Regions from separate parts of the Sus scrofa genome. Here region 1 is linked to region 2. A link is a contact called in public promoter capture Hi-C data. All regions are on one chromosome and are shown on one strand. Each heading gives the region's core, a stretch centred on a gene start, on an enhancer-like site or on the middle of the called end of the contact. The rest is flanking DNA. Distances are from core to core; before and after follow the strand shown. Region 1 has its middle 85 kb from the start of PERP. Region 2 holds the start of PERP (PERP, TP53 apoptosis effector).

What was found. Promoter capture Hi-C pulls out the DNA fragments that hold promoters and counts their contacts.
Region 1: a contact with region 2 is called in a promoter capture Hi-C map of fetal liver, with 3 times the contacts expected there. The contact joins the enhancer-like site here to the promoter of PERP in region 2. A contact is called at or near these places in 2 of 5 promoter capture datasets (fetal liver and liver), 29 of 47 Hi-C or Micro-C datasets (adipose tissue, alveolar macrophages, blood and 15 more) and 2 of 2 datasets of contacts at active chromatin or transcription factors (alveolar macrophages and skeletal muscle).

Annotation. Positions count from the first base shown.
Region 1 is chr1:26,383,134-26,389,176 of Sscrofa11.1, reverse strand. No RefSeq gene overlaps it. Among named protein-coding and RNA genes, the nearest start is that of PERP, 85 kb to the right of the region's middle. Within about 2 kb of position 2,671, at least 1 of the 83 cell types and tissues checked has an H3K27ac peak or open chromatin away from gene starts, as enhancers often do. A contact at or near this core is called in fetal liver, where this site is marked.
Region 2 is chr1:26,299,753-26,305,267 of Sscrofa11.1, reverse strand. It overlaps PERP (PERP, TP53 apoptosis effector), which reads right to left and starts at 4,014. Exons shown (of 3, transcript NM_001244825.1): 1 at 3,623-4,014. The coding sequence starts at 3,836.

The DNA.
Region 1 (6,043 bases), core at 1,422-3,921, 85 kb before region 2:
AGGAGTATGACCATATTGCAGAGTCCCTCAAGTTGTCCTAGCAAATCACTCAAATGGGGGGAGGCCTCAGGGATGCCGAAACACATATATCTCTGAACAAGTCACTTCATCTTTCTGTGCTTGGACTTCCTCATCTGTAACGTAGGAATAATAATGCATCCAACCCATAGGGATGTTGTGAGGATTAAATGAGTTAATACACATAACAGACTTAGAACAGCACCTGGCTCATGGTAAACACCCAATAAATACTATGTCCACATTATACTCTTGTCATGTCTCAAACATTTAAGTTACTCAGGACTCCATATTTAAATACATTCAGCCATCTGGAATCATTCAATTCTGTAAGCCATGCATTGGTTTACCTATAGAGGAAAAAAAATGAAAGTTTATCTGTCAAATTTTTTCTTCAATAGTCACATAAATATATATGACAAATTCAATCTATTACAATATAATTGCAAGATATTTATTGACTGATCCATTCAACACTTTTATGCTATAGGGCATTGTGCTATGGACAAGCTCAGAGATCCTTGTTTAAAAGGTTACACTTTTGCAATAGAGTTTTCAATTTCTCTTACTATGCATTTGTGAAGGATGCTCTATGCAAAGCTCTATAAAGGTACAATGTTGCTAAGAAGCTAGTATTTCAGACAGTGACCTTCACTGACCTTGCCACTTTGTAATAGAGCAACAGAGGTGCTTCCCATCAGACACAACACAGCTTTCTCTGGACTTCAGGAAATTCTAGACAGGACTTCTAGCTCATCCCTCTCCCCCCCCCCCAAACACACACACACACACACACACACACACACACCACACACAAACCGGAGCAGTGAGACCCATGAATCCTGATTAAGTGTGCCCTGGTGCTCCCCGCATTATCTTTCCTTCTTTAGGGCCCTCTCATCTTCTTGGCCAGGACCACACATGACACAGTCTACATGGTTCATCTCCCTTCTGTATGAGAAACATCTAAGAGAGTTTACTCTGTGATTCCACTCTCCTTGACACGCTTCTGGGATTGGGGGAGCAGACTCATACAGCGCAGCCAGAGTTCAAAAGGGAATCTCCAGGGAAGCCCTGTGAAAATGGTCATTTGTTCAGGCTTCTCCAATAGGGAATCCCAGTCTATGACGTTCACTTTACTCTCGCTTCGCTCTTTCTCTTCCCCATGTTAGACAGGTGGCTGGGTGCCAGGAACCTGGGCTCTCAAATCAGTCTGTGCCAGAACATCTCAGTTCTGATTATGATCAATAGGGGGCGCCGGGGAGGTAAGGAAAGGAAGGCACGTGGCAATCTGTGGACCACCTTGTTTGTAGAACATGAGAGTTATCTTTATTTTTTATATTTATTTATTTGCTTTTCAGGGCCACACCTGCAGCACATGAACGTTCCCAGGCTAGGGGTCCAATCAGAGCTGCAGCTGCTGGCCTAGGCCACAGCCACAGCAATGCAGGATCTGAGCCACGTTTTCAACCTACACCACGGCTCACAGCAACACGGGATCCTTAACCTGCTGAGCGAGGCCAGGGATAGAACCTGCAATCTCATGGTTTCTAGGTGGATTCATTTATGCTGCGCCATGACCGGAACTCCCTATCTTTACTTTTTTAAATTTTATTGGAGAATAGTTGACTTCCACTGTCATATTAATTTCAGGTGAACAGCAGATATGCATACATTCCATCTTTTTTCCCACATAGATTTTTACAGAATACTGAGTCGATTTCCCTGTGCTATAAGGTAGGTCCTTGTTAGTTATCTATTTTATGCATAGTAGTGTGTACAGTTAATTCCATTCCCCCTAATTTACCCCCCCCCACTACATTTTCCCTTTTGGTAACCATAAACTGGATTTTGAAATCTGTGGGTTTGTTTCTGTTTTATAAGTTATTTGTGTCATTTTTATTAGACTCCACACAAAAGTGATCTCATGATACTTGCCTTCGTCTGATCTACTTCACTTAGTATGATAATCTCCAGGTCCATCCACATTGCAGCAAATATATTATTTCATTCTTGTTATGCCTGAGTAATATTCCATTGTATATATGTGCCGCTTCTTTATCTGTTCCTCTGTGAATGGACATTTAGGTTGATTCCATGAGAATTATTTTGAGAAGGACAATTATTTTGAGACGTAAGATGCCACTGAGGTTTGAGTTTAGAATTTGGTATTTTGAGTAATGACTTGTCTTTGTCAACAAGTTCATATTGATCCTAGCGGTGCCTGATTCCTAGCCTCCCCTACCTCCAACTATGTGCAGTATAGCAGCCAATGCTGCTACATTTAAAAATGTAACTCCCACGTGTCACAACTATGCCCAGACACTTGCAATGGCTCCCATCTTGTTCTGAGTAAAAGCCAGAGGCTTTGGGTGGCCTACAGTCCCTGAACGACCTGCCTCTCCTTTCTTCTCCGATCTCATCTCCCTTTGCTCGCTCTGCCACAGCCCATGCTGTTCCTCAAACACACACCAGGCCCATTCCTGCCTCAGCTTTGGTTCTGGCTCCTCACTCCTCCTGAGTCTCCATCCTCAAAACAAACATGGCAGCTCCCTCACTTCTGTGCTCAGCCCCTGACACCTCTAATACACTTCCCTCTGCTTATTTTTCTGAACAGCCCTTATCACCACCAGACACCTGCTTGTGGTCATGCTTCCCCACTCTCGTGTCAGACCCAGAAGGGGTGGGACTTTACCTGCTTTATTTATGTAGTCCCTAGTACCTAGAACTGTGCAGGGTCCATGACAAATGCTCGGGAAGTTTTTACTCTGCGAATGAATAAACAAAGACACAATTTAATTCCTGTGCCCCAGTGTCTTCTTAGTTGCAAATTGTTTTCTAAGGTTTGGTATCCAAAGCAGGAGAAGAAACAAGTCAATGAAAAGACTTGAGGAAAATAGACATTCCTTGAGAATGGCTTTGCACACAGAAACTTAAGTAGCTTTTAAGACAGAGTTGGTAACTGAGAGTATTGAAGGATCCTGAAATTACCCTATGGGTGAGACGGCAAATCTGGCATGATCTTGCTCTCCATAGATGCTGGATGCTGATGCCAGAAATTCTGAGTGCTCACATTTTTCAGGTAAGGCAGTCCCTCCTAGAAAATCCTGCTTACATTTTAGTTCAAGTCAAGGGTTCATATAAGTAGCACAGACTTTGAATAGTTTCTCCCACTGTTCCCACATTTGTCAGATAAAGTTCCCCAAGTTTTCTTTCAAAAATAAGCTCGTCATGACTGTAACGTGAACATGATTTTGAGGGTAGGTTTTGTCAGCACTTAATACTGTGCATTCTATGGGTTTTGGCAAATGTATAATGATGTATATCCACCATTATGGAATCAAATAGAGTAAGTTTCCTGCCCTAAAATATCTTCTGTGTCCTGCCTTTCATTCCACCCTCCCCCTGCCTCCTGGCAACTACTGACTTTTTTTTTTTTTTTTTTTTTTTTTACTGTTTCCTTAGTTTTGTCATTTACAGGATGTCACACAGTCAGAATCACACAGCATAGAACACTTTCAGACTGGTTTCTTTCACTTAGGAATATACATCTAAAGTTCCTCCATGTCTTTTCACGGCTTGATAGCCCATTTCTTTTTTAGTACTGAAGTCTGCTGCCTTAATGTGTCACCAGGATTATTTATTCATTCACCTCTTGAAGAAGGTCTTGGTCCAAATTTTGACCATCATGAACAAAGCAGCTAAAAACATCCTTATGCAGGTTTTTTGGGGGTGATAAATTTACAACTCATTTGGAATTGCCATTGCTGAGTTTTATGGAATGTCCCTCTTTTTTAAAGAAAAAAAACAAGTTGCACTCCAACTTCCCAGAGCTGGGCATTTATGGTCAAATTTAGATATATCTTCAAACTAATATATACATAATTACAGTATGGATGAGTGAGAACTATCTTTCTCACTTTAAGTGTTTCTTCAGTTTAGCCTTATAATAGAAATTATAGTTAATATAATAATCATAAATATCCTTAACATTCTTCCTTTTTTATAATAGCTGATCTCAGCTGCTAAATTTTGAATTGTCACTACCAACTGAGCCTTCAGTATATCTTCTAGATTTATATTTTAATGTTTACAGTGGTTACCAAGGCAGTAACAATGCAGAAGTTTCTTCTAGACATCAAGAAAAGATTCCCACACACTTAATATCCTATCAATTCCACTACACTTAATGTACTATCAATTATATTTGCCATGTCCTGATTCTTGGAAAATTTGTATGCCATGTGTGTTTGACATTTTTATTAATCAGTGTATTTAATATTTAATCAGTATTTTTAATAATCAAAATATTGATTTTTGTATCACATTGGAAAATCATGTTTAATGCCTAGAAGGAATAATAAAGTTGAAGTTGATGACATTATTATGTCATATATAGTGGTGAGTTCCACTTTCTCTCAACAAAGGAGGCTCAGGAATTTCCAAGTTTTAAAGCAGAGTGCATCTGTAATGGTCACTCCAATTACAGACTCTCATTTGTTTTGTGTCCTCTGCCTGGCGCAAGACTGCCTCCAGGTGGCGCCAGAGTACAGGTGATGGCTACCAACGTTCGCAGCAAGTGGAATCAAAAATTTGAGTTTTGCTAACATAAAGGAGCCGCTGTGTGTAAGGCGCAGTACCCTGCATAGAGATGAAAATAATGGTTTGTTCATCTCTGCATTATTTTCATCATCTTTAAACTTTTCATTTTAGTTATGCAATATTTTATATACTCAAAACTTTCAGTAAGTTTTAAGAGTAACAATTATGACTTCTGATTTTTTTCCTGACAATACCTTCTGTCAGTATCAGCTCTTCACACACATGTGGCTTAGAGTCCTGGCTAAAATATAAATTCTTGTGGTCGGCTTCCATTCCTCTTTGTAGATTTCCCCAGCTTCTAGCTAAATATAGTAAGTGCCCAAGAAATCCCTGATTAACTTTAAATGATGCTGAGAAGTAACAGTGTTTTAAACTGAAAAGCCAGAGGTTTCGTGGTTATTGAGACTTTAGCACAGTGAAATACAGAGGAGAGGTTCCTTCATGAATTTGAAATGTGTAGAAGGGATTGTCTAACTGAAAATACCCTTGATGCCATGGTGGTCCTCGTGGTTCATTTTAGAATACTCTTGTAGAGCAACAATGCTCTCCAGCACCTCCAGGAGCCCACTTTCCAATGGACAGGAAAAACCCAGAGACATGTAGATGTACATTCCATATGTTATTCCCCGAAAGTACCTAGTGAGGAGCAGATCACGAATGAATGAGTGCTGACAGCTAGAGAGCGTCTTCAAGGAGAGTTTGAACAAGGAAGTTGTAAGCTCTTAAACTGTCAACGTCTTCCCTTATGAATTGTTAGCTATACTAATCTAGTTATGTGTAGTACCAAAATGTTTTCGTACATTACCTAAGGCGGCTCTTTCTATTGATTACATTTACCCCAAAGTTACATACTCCCCACTCTCAAGGGTGGAGTGGTTCATGTTTTATCAAAGGGCCAGATAGTTAATGAGACTTTGGAAGAATTCAGGATTTTAGCACAGTGAAATACAGAGGAGAGGTTCCTTCATGAATTTGAAATGGTTCATATTTTATCAAAGGGTCAGATAGTTAAGGAGACTTTGGAAGAATTCAGGACTGCTATTTAAGGAATAATTTTCACTGCATGTTGAAACATATCATAATATTTTCAGTTTCACAAAGGATGTAAACATACAGATTAGCCTGTATGTTGAAACTGTATTGAAACGTATAGTATCTCACTAAGTGCATTTAGAAGACATATTCCTCTATGACATATTCCTTTATGTTGAGCATGTTCTCTTAACTCATGAAGTCCCTAAAGGGTGATTTGCTCCTGGACGGCTAGGGCGGGGAAGGGTGTGGAGTTAATCATTTAAAAAACTGTGAATCAGACCTGTATTTGCTGAGCTTTTCTTTCTATAGCAACTCCAGATTTGTGTTGTGTTCAGCAAGTATGGATCCAGCTACCTTCAAATATTAAATGTCCTCTGGGATGGGACCC
Region 2 (5,515 bases), core at 2,765-5,264:
GACTTCTATACTTTATAAATCAAAATATATATATTTATTATGAAAATCAGTTGAGGGGCCAACTTTTTGTTTTACTGTGTAAGAATGTGAACACATGCCTGCAAAGATTCATCTATCTACTAACGCCCAATTTCATAAAATAAGAATATATGAATACCTCACCCTGCCCCCCCAAAAGGCCACAAGAACGTAATCCCAAAATGAAATCCTTTAAATTGAATTTAGCCTCATGTAAACCTACTAACTTTGTACTTATCCTTCTCCTTTCCTGTGCATTTAAGAACCACAGGGCTAGATGATCTAAAAGTATTTCATATAATAATCTGATTCTTTGACGTATCCAAGGCTGATTTTATGCAAGAAAACATTCAGTGCCTGCTATGGTAAAAATGAGTACTTGTGAGCTGAGATCTAAGGCAAAGGCTCTCCAAGGCCGCCTCTCTGATCCCCACTGTCTTTCCTGGAGCAGAAATTCATCTCTCTTATCCCAGTAATTTATCCACAAACTTATTTCCATTCGTCTCCACCCTGAGTCAGAGCTTGCTTAGGACTTGAAATCTACATCCCTGATGCTGAAAATATCCTCTTGAGGTACACTTTCCTAAAACTGGAAAAGAAAGTGCCGGCAGTACACAAATGGTATGTGAGAGCATGGATTCAGATTTAATTTTGCATTTTATTTATACATGAAATTTGCATGATCATTTTAGTGTTTAAATGTAGATTTTTCTTTTCCTGTTTTGAGAAATGGAAACCATGATTTTTTTTTAATTCAAACAAGTATTTGTATTTATTCAGTTGTTACGATTATGTAAAAGGAAATATTCAGTGTATAATTTGGCTCATTGATGAGGAAAATGAGGTGATATGGTAATCTGAAATTCTTTAAAAAAAAACTGTTAACAACAGCGAAGAATATAACATTCTGCTTTTTACATAATTCTAAGGAACTAGTTATCTTTATTAAAAACATTGATATTATTGAGCATTATCGCCAGTACCTGCCAGGAGTAAACTACCTATGTCTTTGATACCAAAATGAACATATTAATATCATAAATATCAGGTAATAAAAGAGAGCAGAGCACTTTGTAATCAAAAGGTATACTTTCTTCATAGTTACAATGGTAAATCGCAAGGTTTATTTTCTAGTACATAGAGGAAGTTTTTAAAAAGTGGATATATACACTTAATTCTCTATATTGAGATATAATTTTAATTAGAGTCACACTTAATTCTCTATATTGAGATATAATTTTAATTAGAGTCATCCACCTTACTCCTTGTTGTGTCTGTATATACGTGGGAGTATGTGTCAACTGCTCTGAGATAAAGTATGACCTCATGTGAAGGTACTGTTTTCGGCAAGACCTAACTGAAGCTATCTGAAAATCTCAAGAGTTCAGAGACGCCTAGATAATCGTTCCATGGTGTAGGAACACACAATTTCTACACCTGTAGAGGCAAAAGTAGCCACGAGTCCAGGGCAGGAGACAGAGCAGAAGTGTAATAACCACTCCACCTCATCTCTGACTTTAAGAGCCTGGAATGGACCGCTGCTGCTGAGTTCATGGCCATTTTCTTCTTCCCACGGTCACCTAATGACAGTGACTGCGAGGTTCACGATCTGACTCTAGGGCTTGAGCAAAAGCCATGTCTAGCACATAATTCGCACTTGATTATCTTTGTAAAGGTCACAGGAATAACTAAATTGCAATGCAAAGGCCACCACCCATTTATGAAAATCAGAAAGGTAGTCCTAGATTCCTGGAGATTTACCTGGCAAACCAAACTTTGGAAAAGACTAATTTCTATATCAAACTGAAACATCAACTATATGCTGGATCCGTGTTTTCTTTACAATTAAAAAAAAAGTTAAGGCTTTAGACTCCTGTCTAATTAAAAAATTAAACTGAGAAAAAAAAACCTGCCTACTCCCTTCTATATACAAAGCACTCTATCAGCCTGAGGTTGGAAGAGCCACACCCTTGGAAGGTGAGTTCATCCTGCACCTCAAGAAAAATAGAAACTGCATTGTGTGTGTTTCCCAAGAGGGCTGTGGTCACAGCCAGAGCCTTGCAGGCCAGATCATGTCCCAGCAAAAGTGCTGATGGAGGTTCTGCCTGCATCCCTCTCCCCTCCGGCAGGGCACTAACCTTCCTAATTCATATGCTGAGGATCGCTAAATAGTCTTTGAATCTATATTATATTAGTCTTTGCAGTGAGATATGATTATCAAAGTCTGTTTAAAACCACACTTATTTTAAGCAGGCCTATGAAGTCCCATACAAGATACTGAACTCCAATGCATTTTAACCTGAAGATAGAAACAGTATTTCAAAGGAATTCCCTTCAAAAACCTAAAAGCCTTGGGGTAACACAAACCCTGTCATGCATGATGTTTGGGTTTTAAGAGAGGGAAAACAGACTTTAAGTAAACTAGGAATCCCATTTACTCCTTATACTTTGCCTCCTTTGGGGGGAAAATTCCTTGTGCGAACTTCCAAATAATTCCACAGTGGATAAAATAAAGCACCAAGCCCCCGGTACTGGGCCCCACAAATAGAGTTTGGTTCGAAGCCCTGGGCCACTTCCGGGGGTGAGGGGCAAGTCAAAAGGTCCTAGCAGAGAAAGGAAGAAAGCAAGGTCCCCTTCTTTGTCGGTTCAACACTGTTAAACTCAGGTGGTAAGGCCCCATTCAGCAGTAGGGGGCTTCAAGCTTCCGATTACGGCTCTTCCTTAAACTACCCCCCGCCCCAACCCCACCCCCACCCCCACACGTCGCGAATCACTATGGACCCCCCAGCTGTTCTTCCCAACCCCCAGGGAGCAGGAGGTGGCCACAGACCAGAGCAAGCTCCTCTCCAGCCACTTCTACTAACAACTTAGGCACTGAGGCTTCCTCCACGCTGGAAAAATAACACTCTGCAACAGATCAAATTTATCAACTCTGCTTCATTTCGCTGGCGTAGAAGCTACGTTTGCTTTTTAGATTTTCAAATCAGATTACAATAAAGTTTTCTAAACAGCAAGGCCGGGTTTCAACCAAAAAGACACTCCCTAATGAGAACTACCCTGAGGCGTTAAACACTGCATAACTGCTGAAATTATCACTGCTAAAACTTTAACCGAAAAGGCTTTTTCAAAGGACGAGCAGCTTTCTCTTAGTTCAAGTTAAACGAATATTATAGCAATATTAGGGAAGGTACGCGTTTTGAATACTTAAATTTTAATGATGAAAAAAGAACCAGAGGAGGCTGAATGGGAAGAAATTTCAGTAGATCTCCAAGAAAAGTATACTTTGTTCATTACGTCTACTCAAACTCTTTTCAAATGGCTGAAATCTTTTTTTTTTTCCTCTGTACCCACAAATCCTACGAAAAAAACATAGTTTGAACAAGGGCTGTTTTCTTCCAGTGTCGAGCCTTGATCACTCAAGGCTTTATTTTGTTCGGGTCGGATGATGAACCTAAACTCTAAAGAGATTTCTGTCGAATCGGCCATGAACCCGACTCTGTTTAGTCCCTTCTCCTGGGGCGGCTTTCGCAGGCCGCGCACTCCTAAGGCGCTGGCGCTTCCCCAGCGGCAGCCAGGAGGACTTCCCGGAGGCGGCGGCACTCACCGTAATCCATGAGACTCTGGCAGCCTTCCTCGTAGGACCCGCTGCCGCCGCCCTCCTGAGAACACTTCCACCACAGCGAGGACGTCTGGACATGGTCGCTTGACTGCAGCCAGCCGCGGCCGGCCAGCGCGATAATGTCGAAGGCAATGGCGCTGAGCAGCAGCAGGGGCAGGATCCACCTGCAGCGCTCGCAGGCCAGGCCGCAGCGCAGCATCTCGACGGTGGTGGCGCGGAGGAGAGGAACGCGCGTGGCTCGGATGCAGGCAGAGAGTGGCCCCGGAGCGCGGGGAGCGCGACAAAAGGGAAGAAGCCGCGGGGAGGCGGCTCCGGGAGGACGCGACTCCCGGCTGGCCGCGGGGGCGCGGCGCCGGCCCCACCTAGATTCCGGTGACTCAGAGCGCGCCGCCCCGACCTGCCCGGCCGGCCCAGGCGCGCGCGGGGGAGGCGGGGCCGGGCTCGGGTTACACCGGGTGGGTGAGTTAACCCTGCCCTGGAGCTGCGGGGAGCTAAGGCCAGCGGCCGCACAGCCTCGTTTTCCCCTTACTTGTGTCCTTTTCCCACCCAACGCTTTTCTTCTCAGCGCTTCAACGTGTACACATTTTAATCTGAGCCATATCAGCTAAACACTTAATCCCAAAAGTGGAATCATGGTCTGATTTTCAACTGTACTGTATTTAAGTTTCGAGCCCTTTGAGATGGGTATTCAAATTGCACCTGGGTCATTGCCGCACTCCTTTTGGATGCGTGTACCGAACCCGGGAGCGGGTCCCTGACCCTCCCCGGCAGAGGTGGGCACTTCCTGCTGGGCTCCACCTTTGTACCTTGTACCTTGGCTGCTTCAGACTCGTAACTGTTTACATCCCCGCCTTCCCTACTGTGTTGCCAGCCCTTTGACAGAAAGACCATGTTTTATTTATCAGCATATTCCTGCTGCCTAGCACCGTGTCTGGGTCTTAAGGAGGACGCAATAAGCACTTTATGCGTGAACACGCTGAAATTAACAAACGGTCATTTTGATCTTGGAAGTGCTTCTTCCCCAGATAAATTCACGTCCTGTCTGCGGCAGTCCCTACCACAGATCTCTACCTATTTAAGCCCACTTCATCTGCCTTTTTCATTTACTACTTTGAGGTTTCTCCAAATAAAAACCATATGTTAGCATGCAGCCCGCACCTAAAGTCCCGCTTGCAGTGTCCTGGCCCTGCTGTTGTCACTGCCATGAATCCTCAGGTGTGGCAGGGTGGGTGGGGTGGCAGCCGGGAGTGGCACTGAGGAAGAAACAAGTTCTCAGTGTCTGCACCACGGCCTTGGGAGAATCATAAAGAACATTCAGTGAGGGTCATATCTTACCTTGTACCTCCAAGGATTTACTCTGAATCACTCACTTTTTCTTTCTTTTTTTTTTATTGCAGATTTAAAATATTAGTTTTAGTGATTCAATACTTTTATAGCTGTTACTCCATTAAAAGTTATTATAAAACATTGGCAATATTCCCTGTGCTGTGCAATGTATGTAGCTTATTTATTTGACACATAGAAGTTTGTGCCTCTTAACTCCTTGCAGGGAGTATGTATCCCTGTCTTGCCCCTCCCTGCTTCCCTCTCCTTAGTGGTAGGTAACCCCTAGTTTGTTCTCTATGTCAGTGAGTCTGTTTCTGTTTTGTTATATTTATTTATTTATTTATGTTAATTTCACATATGTTATAGTATATAATATTTCTCTGCCTTATTTTGCTAAGCATGATAACCTGCAAGTTCATCCAAGTTGTTACAAATGGCAAAATCCATTGCCATTGGTATATATATTGTGTGATATATAGATACATATATATATCGATATATATATATATATCGCATCTTCTTTATCCATTCGTCTATTGTTTCCACATCTTG